Regions from separate parts of the Arachis hypogaea genome. Here region 2 is linked to region 1. The links are chromatin contacts, called in public Hi-C maps. All regions are on one chromosome and are shown on one strand. The core of a region is the stretch at or near the end of the contact, and the rest is flanking DNA. Distances in the headings are between cores, read along the strand shown. Region 1 holds the start of LOC112703030 (non-specific lipid-transfer protein 8). Region 2 holds the start of LOC140174358 (subtilisin-like protease SBT1.3).

The links. Hi-C and Micro-C count contacts between places; a contact is called where the count stands out from the background.
Region 2: a contact with region 1 is called in a Hi-C map of an unstated tissue, with 3 times the contacts expected there. The contact joins the promoter of LOC140174358 here to the promoter of LOC112703030 in region 1. A contact is called at or near these places in 4 of 8 Hi-C or Micro-C datasets (leaf and an unstated tissue).

What each region holds. Positions count from the first base shown.
Region 1 is chr7:49,231,192-49,237,268 of arahy.Tifrunner.gnm2.J5K5, reverse strand. LOC112703030 (non-specific lipid-transfer protein 8) reads right to left here and starts at 3,484. Exons shown (of 1, transcript XM_025754327.2): 1 at 3,143-3,484. The coding sequence starts at 3,484. The coding sequence ends at 3,143.
Region 2 is chr7:49,399,961-49,406,725 of arahy.Tifrunner.gnm2.J5K5, reverse strand. LOC140174358 (subtilisin-like protease SBT1.3) reads left to right here and starts at 1,734. Exons shown (of 2, transcript XM_072198803.1): 1 at 1,734-2,402; 2 at 2,501-2,680. The coding sequence starts at 1,734. The coding sequence ends at 2,680.

The sequences.
Region 1 (6,077 bases), core at 2,235-4,734:
ATAGTTTGACATAAAAAAACACGCATGTCAAATGAATGTCGGAAGAATATTATGTTTAAAATGTCTCTCATATATAGATACGTCAACTCAAATAAGTGTTAGTGCTTTATTGTTTTTTTATTATATAAAACATTTTAAATAGTTAATAATAGATACATTTCAAACATATCAATAAAGAATAAGGTGGTAAACATTAACATGTAACTGTATTGGTGTGTCTCTAACCATATTAGAGAAATATTTTTTATTGTTTATTAAGATATATTTAGACCCACATGTTAAATGATAGTATTACACATGTCATATTTAAAAGGTCAATTGATTTGAATGAAATAAAATAGAAAAAACTTTACGTATATACAACAATTGAAGAAACCTTACGTGTATGTCTTGATTGTATTTATATGTGAACCGTGGTGGGTAACCACGGTTTTGTAATACATATAAACCGTTGTAGTTTAGGACGGATTATATTGAATTTTGGTGCCAGAAACTGTGGCTGGCAACCACTGTTTATGAAAAAACCTTGTGCTCATGAAACCCCCTGCCTCCCACGGTTTATGCACGAGGTAGTATAAATTCATTAGCCGCTGTAACTCATCACGGATCACTTGTGTGGGAAAGCAAAATTTTTTAGGGTGGGTGGTTGAGAGAATCCGAGGAGCCTTGGAGGTTAAGGGGGAAGCTTGGAGGGTTTCAAGCAATTGGGTGGTGGAGTTATGGAAGACGAAGCTCGCCTGTACCGATTAAATGGCGTTGCACACGTGGCTGGATACAAGAAAACTCTCTTTTAGTTTTCCCAGAGCAATGCACTAACACAAGAAAACTCTCTTCCTCACTCGCCATTGTGTGATAATGATCTCTTCACAAGCTTCAATCTCACTGATATATTTATAGAATTCTTCTCCACATAAACCGTGGCTGCCTACAAGAGTTTATGAGTTTAAAAAATCCTTCATAAATCGTGGCTGGCTATAGGGCTTTTTGGGTTTATTTCTACCTTCCTAAATCGTAGTGACCTACCAAGGTTTATGTTCAACGCTTCTCCTTGCTAAACTGTTGCTGGCTACCACGGTTTACATGTAAGTCGTAAACCGTGGTTAGCTCCCACGGATTAAATAATAACAAAAAAGGACATGCAGGTAACGAGATTTCAATTGTTGCAATCAAGTAAACCTTTCTCTCCTTTTATTTATTTACGTACATTGTCCTATTTAAAATGTATTTAACGTGTAAATACAACAACTTTATTATTTTTCATAGGTTACAAAAAATAAAGATTTACTATCTATATAAAGTATCAGCAGTGCTTAAAATGCAAAAAAAAAATAATAAATATTTAAAATTTTAATTGTTATCAGTTTATTTGTTAATTTATTTATAATTTTTTTTTGAATAAATATTAATATAAAAATATTTTAAAATGTATTAATAATATAAAAGCAACAAAACACATTATTTGTTTACTTTAACTGGAAATTTCACATACAATATGCAAAAACTTATAATAAAACGCAAATTTATATACCTATATGGTTTGTGGAGTAAACCTTAACCAGTTGTGAAGAGTCGAATTTCATACTTTTATATCATAAATGCTATATAATATTATTGAATCTCAGCATAAATTATATATATATATATATATATATATATATATATATATATATATATTCATGCATCAATCTTATTTATGAATTGGAGTAGTGAGTCCATAACTACTTTCTCATTTATAAGATTCGGATCAGTTACTATTAATTATTACAAAAAGATTTGGGACAATAAAAAATAAGTTTAAAACAAAAAGCTATATATCTTATTTTATATCTTTTACTTATTATTTATTATATTTTATATTCTTTAATTATTATCGAAATAATTGAATAATATTAAATATAATAAGTGTGCAACTATAAATATTATATACATAAAATTATGAATATTAAATTAAATAAAATAATTTTGAATTATTATCTTTTTTAGTATTATCATAATAATAATATTATATGACTAGTAAATATTATTATTTTAAGTTAGTATTTGACCAATAATAATTTATACATATATTTACAAGAATTTGTATACATAAAACATATGATTTATATTTATATTTATTAGAGTTTACACGTATAAATTAACACAACTTGCATTAATATTTATTAAAGTTTATGCATATAAATTAAAAAAAATTATTTATTGAAGACAATTTAATGTTTGTGCTAATTAAATACTGACCAAAATTATTAAAAATTGCTGCCCAATATTTTTCGTTATCCTAATTATTAAATAAAAGAACTTAACATCTTAACGAATTTTAGTGGTTAATATTACAACATTGACTAAGTTCAAATAATAATAATAATAATAATAATAATAATAATAATAATAATAATAATAATAATAATAATAATAATAATAATAATAATTGGAGCAAGGAAACGGAAATTACGACATTAACAGGAAACAGAATGAGAATACCAACATAATAATAAAGAAATCCACATAGGTAGATTCTAGTTTATTTCAAAATACGCCATTTTAATTATATATAAGTAGCAGAATAATGTTCAGCATTCCCTGCATCGCTCTCCAATTCCAATTTTCAACTTTCAACCAACCCTGCAAAAGATGCAGCAACAACATAAGGGAGAAAACATTAAAATCCAAAAGTTGAAGAAGCATAGTCTAAGAATCTAAGTTGAAGATTGACTAAGAAAAAAAACAAAGAAGTGATTTATAAAATATGAAAAGAACAAAATGGAGTTTTCATTCTTCTTTGTACATTGACTTCATATTCTCTATCATTAAATGGTATGAGATTATCTGGCACGAGCCTCACACCTATTTAATAATAATTAAAAATACAAAAAAAAAAACAACGTAACTTTGCTCTGTGTATGAGAAAATATTAAATTAAAAAATATATTAAATATTTAATTTGTCTTCTAAAATTATTACAATTTACAAACATATTATAAGGTATTTTATTTAAAATAACACATGGACATGCCGTATTTTATTTAAAAATGTAAATTATGTCAAAATTATCTATGCCTGTAAATAATATAATTATTTAAAAAAAAGCCGATTAATAAGGTAGTATTTCAAAACAATATTATATATGTAATAAGTGATATTTTCATTACTTGGAGCAATCAGCATTGGGGGAAACAGAGATGGGAAGTGATACTCCACAGTTTCCAGGGAGAGCCTGAGCCAGTTGTGAATTAATGTTGAGACTCTTGGAAGTGGATTTGATGCAGTTGCATGCAGTTTTCTTATCAGCAGAGGTTGCTGCAGCAGCTGCAAGAGCTTTAACGCCAGAGCAACATGGTCCTGGTGGTTTACCACTTCCACTCATCAAGTAATTCACACAAGGCTTTAGGTTCTTAATCACATCACTGCATGATGAAATTGTAGCCTCAGAATTAGTTACTGAGGTCACTAAAATCATAAGAACACATGTAGCAGCAACTGATTTCATGCTTATTTAATTAATTGTTATATGTTGTGGTGGTGATGGTGGTTTCAATTTGCATTGTTGGTCCATGTTTAGACATTTTTATAGGATCAGAGGAAGCTAAAAACTACAAGTAAAAATAATTATTAAAATAAAATTGTTAAATAGAGTACAAGAAAGATAAGTTTGATTTTAATTGTACAAGAAATTGTTAAAATTTCAAGGTTAGGTGGAAGTAACGAAGAAGGGGTTATTCAGTTTCAACAAGTAATATAAGTTGCACAAGATAATTGGTGCATATATAAATATTTTACGGTTTTCAAATCATGTAGGAATTTGATCACTATGGACATTTAATTATGTGCTGGTTGGTAGTAAACCTTGTAAGAGTTGTTTATCACTATTGCACACTTTGTTTGTAGTGTTGACAATGAACCATCCAGGAGCAGAGCAGAACCATGTGTAGGATTCACGGCCAGTAAACTAAAAAAAAAAATAGTGAGAGTCTTAATTTATTTTCTAATTTTTTTTTTAAATTTTGCGATTAAAAAAAATTTTGAACTTCTAATTATCTTCTCAATATTTTTAAAAAATAACATTTAGGACAAATTGCACATTTAAATAAAGTAGAGTAAAATTATTTAAATAAAACATTTCTAAAATAGTTACAATAGTAGTTTATCAAGAAACAACTTTCAGACGTAAACTGCAATAGATTGTAAGGATTTATGAAAATATTCAAATTTTATATCCAGATCTAAATTCACCTCAATTCATAGTTCTTTAACACGGTGCAGTGAACATGAAACTAAGGTGAAGCAAGCTATTTAAAAAAAATGACCTATTAAAAAAAGCCGTTGATCCATTGACCCATTGGACTTTTCTTAAATAGTCCAAACTATCATGTTGGAAGCCCATATATAATTCTACATACCGGGATTTAAATGTGCGGGCCTTAATAAGCTAGGTCAGTTAATTTAATTATAAAATTCTAATTTTTTATGATTAAAAATTTATGATATAAAATTTAAAATAAACAAAATAATTTTAAAAAATTAACTGATATTTGTTGACAAAAGTTGATTCGTTAAGTTTACCCTTTATTATATCATATATACACGCACATATAGTACTCTTTAGACTTTACAGATTGATAGCTCTAAAATAGAAATTAATTAACCTCTATTGTGCGAAGGAAATGGATCTTCTCCGGTTTTTTTAACACTTGAGGAAATGCAGTGTAATCTCTCGCCATTAATTTTATAAGTGTGATCAAAATTAAATATGAGAGAGAACATTGAAGGGTGAGAGATTACAATTGACATCATCCAGTTTTTTTTTTACTGGAGAGGATCTACTCCCATTGTGTGAACCAACTAAGGGGAAGTCATGGCATTCATGAATGGAATTTTCTGATAGATACACTCTTTTCTTAGATATGCTACATCTATTAGTTCTCTTTTAATTTGAAATTAACACAAGAAATAGAATCGTAAATTTCTAAAGGACATATTGCAGAAAATCAACCAAAAACTTTACTCTTCATAATGTACCATAACTGCTCCTAACATGATGCATATCATCAATGTACATAAACCAAGCGGACAAGACAAAATCACCAAGTAGATTAATGAATCTGTTCCCTAACAAGATGAGAAAACTAATTTAAGTCTTTCAACATGTGCGATGGCATATATGTAATGTTTCTTCATTCTCTTAACCTGCATTCTAGCTAAAAGTTGGTGATGCATCTCAGCATATACCTAAAAAGAGTACACCAAAATAAGAAATCAAAATGGAACTAACGAATTACAATCCTATATAATCCAAATTACCAGAAACCAAATTAAAAAGTCGTAAACAGGAGTGCAAGCTTAAAAAATTGTGTTCACAAAAGTTTAACTGAATCATAACATTTGCAATATACAGCAAAAACTATTCATGCATTTCTAGGAATAGAAGATCAACTTAATACTTCTAGTGGATATGCATTTGTACTGAAATTATTCAAAGAAATCCACTAATGATTACCGGTAAATGCAGAACGTCCAATTATTTTGAGTTCACAACAAAATGAAGCGCGTGAGCCACTACAACTTTTCTCTTAGGATCTTGAATCCCCAATAAATATTCATAGAATAGATGGAAGAGGAAGGCACCCACCCTTCACTTTCAACATTGACTGAATTGTTCACTGTTATTTAGTTAGTCAAATAACAAACTCTATCTTCCTCTTGGATCCTGGCCCATCTGAGATGATTGAGACTCTGAAAAAAGCCAGCTTCTTTCTCCATTCTGGTTGAGGAAAAAAACATGACAATGATTCATAATAGCATTCTTCCTATATCAATAGTCTGCCATATCAAAGTACAATCAGTTAACTCAAATAAAGAATTTAAAATATGTTATATACAGCTATCAGCACAACGTCAAAGCCATCAATATTTTCAACCTCACTTTTTCATATATAAGCTTAAAAGCAGTGATGCATCATATTCATAAGTTGTTAGGATGAAAAAGATAGATCATATTTTAGCTCATTAGCTGGGGAAAAGCAAGCTATTTTATCATTGAAACAAGAAATAAAGCATGAGAGGATGACATATCTGTACTTTTG
Region 2 (6,765 bases), core at 485-2,984, 170 kb before region 1:
GTTGTAAGAGGGATCGGGGACTGGCCGGTCTTAATGGCAACGGGTCGGACTCTTGGAGCAACTGACGCCCAAGTCAAAATGGATCTTAGAGGTAGATGAGGGTTGAGAGTATGTGACGTACCTGAGGGAGCACTTGACTCCCTTTATATAGTTTGAGTTTGTTATCTTATCTTATCTTATCTTATTGGCTAAGATAAGAGAAGTGTTTGAATTTGAATATTGGTTAGGGATTTATGGTTAGTGGATCAGTTTGGACCGCGGTGGTGGCCTGAGCCCAAGAAACTAAGTCGTAACTTGCTCTGATAGGGAACCTAGGGGTCGAGTCCGGAATAGTTGCCCCTGGAGCGAGAGAGGTGCTTGCTTATTCTCGTCGCTGGAGGAGTTCGTTTCGCCGTGTGGCCGCGAGCCTGGCTCAGGGGATGGTGTACCATCCATGGTTTATGGTGGAGGTCGAGAGTCCGTGAGGGGTTTGAGTCCTCCTTCATCTGATCGTTTTCATTTTTCGAAGGGGTGTCCCGTCAGTTGCGTTTTCTTAGGCGTCATAATAGCGCTTAAATGTGAGGGAGGAGTTTTCCCCATTTTGTCCTTGCATTTTTATATTTTTCAATTTGGAAAGTTTCGAGGCCTTTTATTTTCCTTTGTTACAACCGTTCCCTCTTCTTTCTCCTAGTCATCTCCTTTATGTCTTTATGCAACCATTTCTGCAACTTTTCCTTTGACACTGCATTCGTCTGGATTGTTGGTTTCTACTTGTGCTATTTCTGTCCTTCGCGCCTGTCACAATTCCTACTTTCAACTTCTGAAAACCAGGTTGGTGCCTTCGTTACTCTGTGCTTCCCCTTTTTGTTTTATTTCATTTATGTGTTTTTCATTTGCTTGTTTCTTTGCATTTCCTTTTTGGTTTGTTATTTTTGTGGATATTCCTGCATTTAGTGGTGGGGGAATGCTAATAAAGACTGTTGCGTCTTAATGTGGTTTCAGGGATTCAATGGGATTTGGTAATTTGTTTGATTGTAGTTTCAGATATAGGTAGGAATTTTTCTATGGTTTAATTACTCTGCAGGTCCCTATAGTTTCACCAAATTTTCAATTAGATCCCTATACCTTTTTTCTTTTCAATTGGATCCCTATACGTTATTGTTTTTTCAATTTAGTCCCTCTTAACGTTAAACGTCAAAAAAACGTTAATAAATTATAAAATTACTTATATACCCCTGTTGGTTCTAACTTCTTATTTCTCATATATTTCTCTTTTTCAATGTTTTCATTTCTTCTCAATTTTCTTTTTGAACCAACCTATAGTAAAATTCAAATGCTCCATCACTACATAAAAAAATGAAAAAGAACCCTCAGAAACCAACATCATCGCAGCAATAACAATCAATATTCAACAAAATTCATAACCCGCACAAAATTTAACAAAATTCATAACAGGCAAAAATTAAGAAATCAATTCAAACAAAATTCAGAAATTCAAAATGAAAAACTCCTGCATATATATCTTCCTCCAAGGGCTTCTTAGGCAAATAGTATATTAGAGGCTCTGCTTTAGTCCTGGAAAAATGCATGCCACATTCAATAAAAAAAAAGCCAAAAATGATCAAAGAAAAATTCATATGTCTACCTAAAGGGAAGATAGCGATTTGTGAGAGAGGGATTTGTCCAAGAGAGCAAATGGGTCATGTGGTGAAAAATTTAGGTAGGGTTGGAATGATTCTCACCAACACTGAAACATGCGGAGAGGAAAGATGGTAAAAAATCTCAAAAATTATGTCTTAATAAACAAAAATGCCACCGCAACTTTTTTATTTCTTGGAACAAGGTTAGGGATTAGGCCTTCACCTTTAGTAGTAGCATCTTCATCAAGAGAGCCTAATTTCCTCTCACTTGAAGTTTTGAAGCCAGATTTGGTTGCTCCTGGTGTGAATATTCTTGTTGCTTGGAGTGAAGATGTTGGTCCATTAGGGTTGAGGGTGAAGTTCAGCATAGTTTCTGGAACCTCAATGTCAAGCCCTCATGTGAGTGGTGTAGCTGCATTGATTAAGGCTAAGCATCCTCAATGGAGTCCAGCAGCTATAAAATCTGCACTGATGACAATAGCTTATGTTGTTGACAACACCATGAAGCCTCTGAAAGATGTATCAAATGCTGAAAAGCCTTCAAGTCCTTATGATCATGGTGCCAGTCATATTAACCCCACAAAAGCACTAGACCCAAGTTTAGTCTATGATATCAAGCCACAAGATTACCTTGATTTTCTATGCACTCAGAATCTAACTCCAAACCAGTTAGGTGTCTTTGGCAAATACGCAAACAGGTCATGTGCATATTCTCTAGCTAGCCCTGGTGACTTAAACTACCCTGCAATTTCATTGGTGTTTGCTGAGAATAAATCTATTTCAGTTATGAAGTTCATAGACCTTATAAATTTGTTTAGTCTTTTATGATGCTCACTCCATCGAAGAAATAGCAACTCCTTAGCAGCCACATGTTGTTGCAGAGCCAATCCAGAAAGCAAGACGAAGTTGAACAGCGGTGTGACAAGGCGATTCGTGGCGAGGCGATACAATGGGCAAGGCAAACAAACGGAGCAGAGCACCCGAGGATGACGCAGACGGACGATGACCACCCAGCGATGGACAAGGACGACGCCACGGAAGACGGCAGCAGAGTGCGATAGAGGAGAAACCCAATTCGAAGCATATGAAACTAAGTCAGGGCTGGTCATGTTCTCTAATTTGGGGAACAAAATGCAAAGGGTATTATTGGTATTTTAAAAAAATGGTGGAGATCTCAATTAAGCACTGTAACTCAATTAGGAGAATATTCCATTTTTAACCGAATATTCTATTATTTTAAACAAATTTGTCACGGTAGGGACTAAATTAAAAAAAATTAACGTATAGGGATCCAATTGAAAAAAAAAATATAGGGACCTAATTGAAAATTTGGTGAAACTATAGGGACCTGCAGAGTAATTAAACCTTTTTCTATTTATGTGTTTTCTAGGTAGTGGGCTGACAGTGAAAAAGTTCTAATTTGGATATAGGTATGGTGCGCCAGAGGGGAGTTCAAGGGAACCCGGGTCCTATCTTCCCAGTGGGGGGTGTGCCAAATTGTTACCACTGGGTAACGTTTAATGTTTCCGGCACACCCTCTCAGTTGGATGAGGAGACCTCCAGAGGCTCCGTGATGAAAGGGCCGTGTTAGACGGTGAGGCGGCGGGACGGTACGAATTGGCGCTTGCCGATGAAAAATGAAAGGGTTTGCTATCTTAACGTGCATTTCCCTCATGTCCCGGGCTGGATTTGGGTGCATGAGCCTCTTTTTTACTATGTTATTGGTTCGTCTACCCTTTTTCGAGTTCCAGGTATCTCTCCTAAGTTGGGTTTCTGCAGTGCTGTCTCAACTGCATTCGAACAGCTGGGCGGCTATTCGAACTTTTGAGCTGGTTTGTAATTTTTAGAGTTGTCAGCTCGGGTCGAAGTTTTCTTGTTTTTCTTCTTATTGACCATCCTGCATAAGGAGGGAAAACATAGGAAATGGTATATTTCTTTCCAAGCCCAAACAAACCGCCGACTCTTCAACCTGTTCGAGGACTAGTTTTATGGGTTCAAGTCAGAGTACTTCAAGTTCCGACCAGTCGAGGGTTGTCACCCTTTTTGGTTGTTGCTAGAGGGGGGAGCACCGGATTTGTCCGTATTGGAATTTGGTGTCGGGGCTTCCTACATGACGAGGGTGGCCTATGAGGGACTGGCTTTCGAAAACAAAGAGATTGCCAATGTCCTGTTGGCTCTCTTCGAGAATCGGCCTCTGAATCCTTGTGACGTGATGGGGGATCCCAAGGCGGGTAGATCTCACATTGGTAGGTTTTTCTCATTTCTCTATGTTTGAGTGTTTTGTATTCCGATTATGTAGCTTATTTAATTTCCTATTTCTCATGCCTTGCAGTTGGGATGGCTAGTGGGCTGACAACTTTACAGCGCTTGAAACTTCCTTTTGTGGAGACTCCAGAGGCTGGAGTCGAGGGGTCCTCTCAGTCAACCCCTTCGACGGCTTCTGTCCCGAGCTCTCAGACGGTCTCGTAAGAAATCGTCTAGAAGGGGGTTACCGGGGACAATGAGCTTCTGGAGATTCCGATCCCGAAGCTTGATCAGAAACATACGAGGCCAGAGGGAGATCATCATGAGGGGTTAGTGCAGGCATGGTCATTCCATGTGTAATGGATAGGTTTTTCCATGCTCCCGATTTTATCGACCGACATTTGCTGCCTAGTACCGACGAGTTCTTCAAGGATTGCTTCCTTTCGGGCCAAGCCAAGTCTGTCTACCGTGCCCTTCTTCGATCCGCAGCTATTATCCAAAAAGCCGAGTCAGCGCTTTTACAAACCTTCCGTTTGGATGGGAAGCTTTGGCAGGCTCAGGCGAATATGATCGTTCTGAACGGGCAGTTGGAGGCAGCTGAGGTCGCTTGGGCAAAGGCAGCCAAGGATGCCGAGGACGCTAGCGCTGAGATAGTGAGGTTGTTAAAGCGAGAGACCGAGTTGTCGATCTAGGTCGCTAGGGCCCAGAAGCTGGCTGCCGACGTTGAGGCCGCGACTGTTCTACCCGTTCAAAGGCAACGGCGGCGAAGGCTGAGGTGGAAACTTTGAAGAAGCGAAATGCCAGCCTTTTGGCTAATGCTCGGGCGACCCTCAAGGCTACCGATGATGCATTGAAGGCGCAAGTCTTGGTTCTGGCCCCGAGTTTGGATGTGTTTGTAATGGGAGCTTTCCAGACTGTAAAGGATGGCCAAATCGTGGTTTGGAGTAGCCTGTGTCTGATTTTATATTTTATTTGAGAAGTTTATTGGCCGTGTCTTTGGTGTTATACTCTTTTTTATTGAAACAATTTTAATTTTTCTGTCTTTGTAAGCCATTTTTTCAACTTGTTGAACAATGTTTTGGATGGCCTCTTGGTGGGCTTAGTTTACTTATGTATAAATAGTAGGCCTTTTTGGTGAGCCATTTTCGATACTTGTGTTTATTTTCTTGTTTTTTGGATATACGTGTGCTGGTCTCAGGGATGATTGGACCTTGGGGGTAGCCGTTTACTTATGGCGTTGGTTCAGCGAGAACATGAAAAAAATAGTTTTAAAAGGAAAATGTAAGCATGATTTTATTAAGGGTTGGGCCTCATTAAAACCTCTCGTTAGAGAAAGAAAGAGTGTCCGACAAGGAAAACAAAGGTAGCGATAAATGAAAAAGGAAAAAGCTAATGGAAAAGAAAAGAAAAAAAAGAGAAAAAAAATCAGAGCATGACTTTAATTTTCTCGAGGTACCATCTTGGCTTATGTGTAGTATTGTCGTATGTTCGCGGCATTCCATGATTTCGGTAACTCGGTCCATTTAGCTGTTCGAGCTTATAAACTCCTTTTCCGATTACGGTTTTTACTCAGTATAGCCCCTCTCAGTTAGGTGTGAGCTTTCCTTCCCCCGGGGTGGGGAGCCAATGTCGTTGCATTGTAAGACGAGGTCTCTTGGTCTGAAGTCTCGCATCACTACGCTGCGATTATACCTTAGGCTTACCCTTTGTTTTAGGGCGAGTTCCCACAGGTGTTCTATGCTTTTGACTTCGTCTGTGAGGTCCTTCTCAGCGCTCTTGTCGTCTCCTCCCACGGTCTTCCGTGGGCTAGGATCCCCGACCTATACCAAAATGATGGCTTCAAAGCCGTACGTTAATCTAGAAGGGGGTTTCTCTGGTTGAGATTTGAGGGAACGTTCGGTATGACCAGAGAATGGATCCAAGTTCGTCAGCCCATAGACCTTTGGCCTCGTCTAGTCATTTCTTGAGACCTTTCATGATGATCTTATTGGTCGATTCTACTTGGCCGTTGGTTTGCGGATGTTCTGTCAAACTGAACCGTTGGGAGTTGCTGAGTCCTTTCAAGAACTCTTTAAATCATTTGTCCGTAAATTGGGTCCTATTGTTTGAGATTACAATCTCGGGAATTCCAAAGCAGGTTATGACTTGCCTTTAGAGAACTTCCAGCATTGGGTGGCCGTGATGGTGTCTAATGCCTAGGTTTCGATCTATTTTGTGTAATAGTCGATGGCGACTATAAGATATCGAAGTTGCCCAGGAGCTGTGGGGAAGGTCCTACGAGGTCGATTCCCTAGGTTCCGAAGGGCCGATCTGCCATTATTATGCTGAGCTGGTGTGGAGCTGCTTGGTGGAGGTCGACGTTGGCTTGCCATTTTGGACAACTTCTGACTAGTTGGAGGGAATCTCTAATGAAAGTAGGCCAGAAGTATCCGGCTTGGATGACCTTTTGGGTTAGGGTCTTTTCCCCAACGTGATGGCCATAGCATCCTTTGTGAATTTCACAAAGTATGTATTCCGTTTCACCCGGTTCTATACATTTGAGGAGGGGTTGTGATAGTCTTCATTTGTATAGTTGTCTGGTTATTGTGGTGTATTTAGGGGCTTCTCGCTTTACATGCTTCACGTACTTCAGATCCTTGGGTAGGCTTTTGTCGGTGTGGTATTGGAGGATTGGGAAGGTCCAAGAGTGCTGGTCTAATACGGTGAGGTTTGTCGTGGTCACGGTCATGACTATTGCTGTTCTGACGACTTCTTTGATGAGTGATCTATGTGCCATGTAAGGTCCCACATCGGTTGGGAAGGGGAACGAAGCATGCCTTATAAGGGTGTGGATACCTCTCCCTAGCATGACGCGTTTTAACGAGTGAGTGTGGGGGGCTTCGGCTATCATTCCTATCGTTAA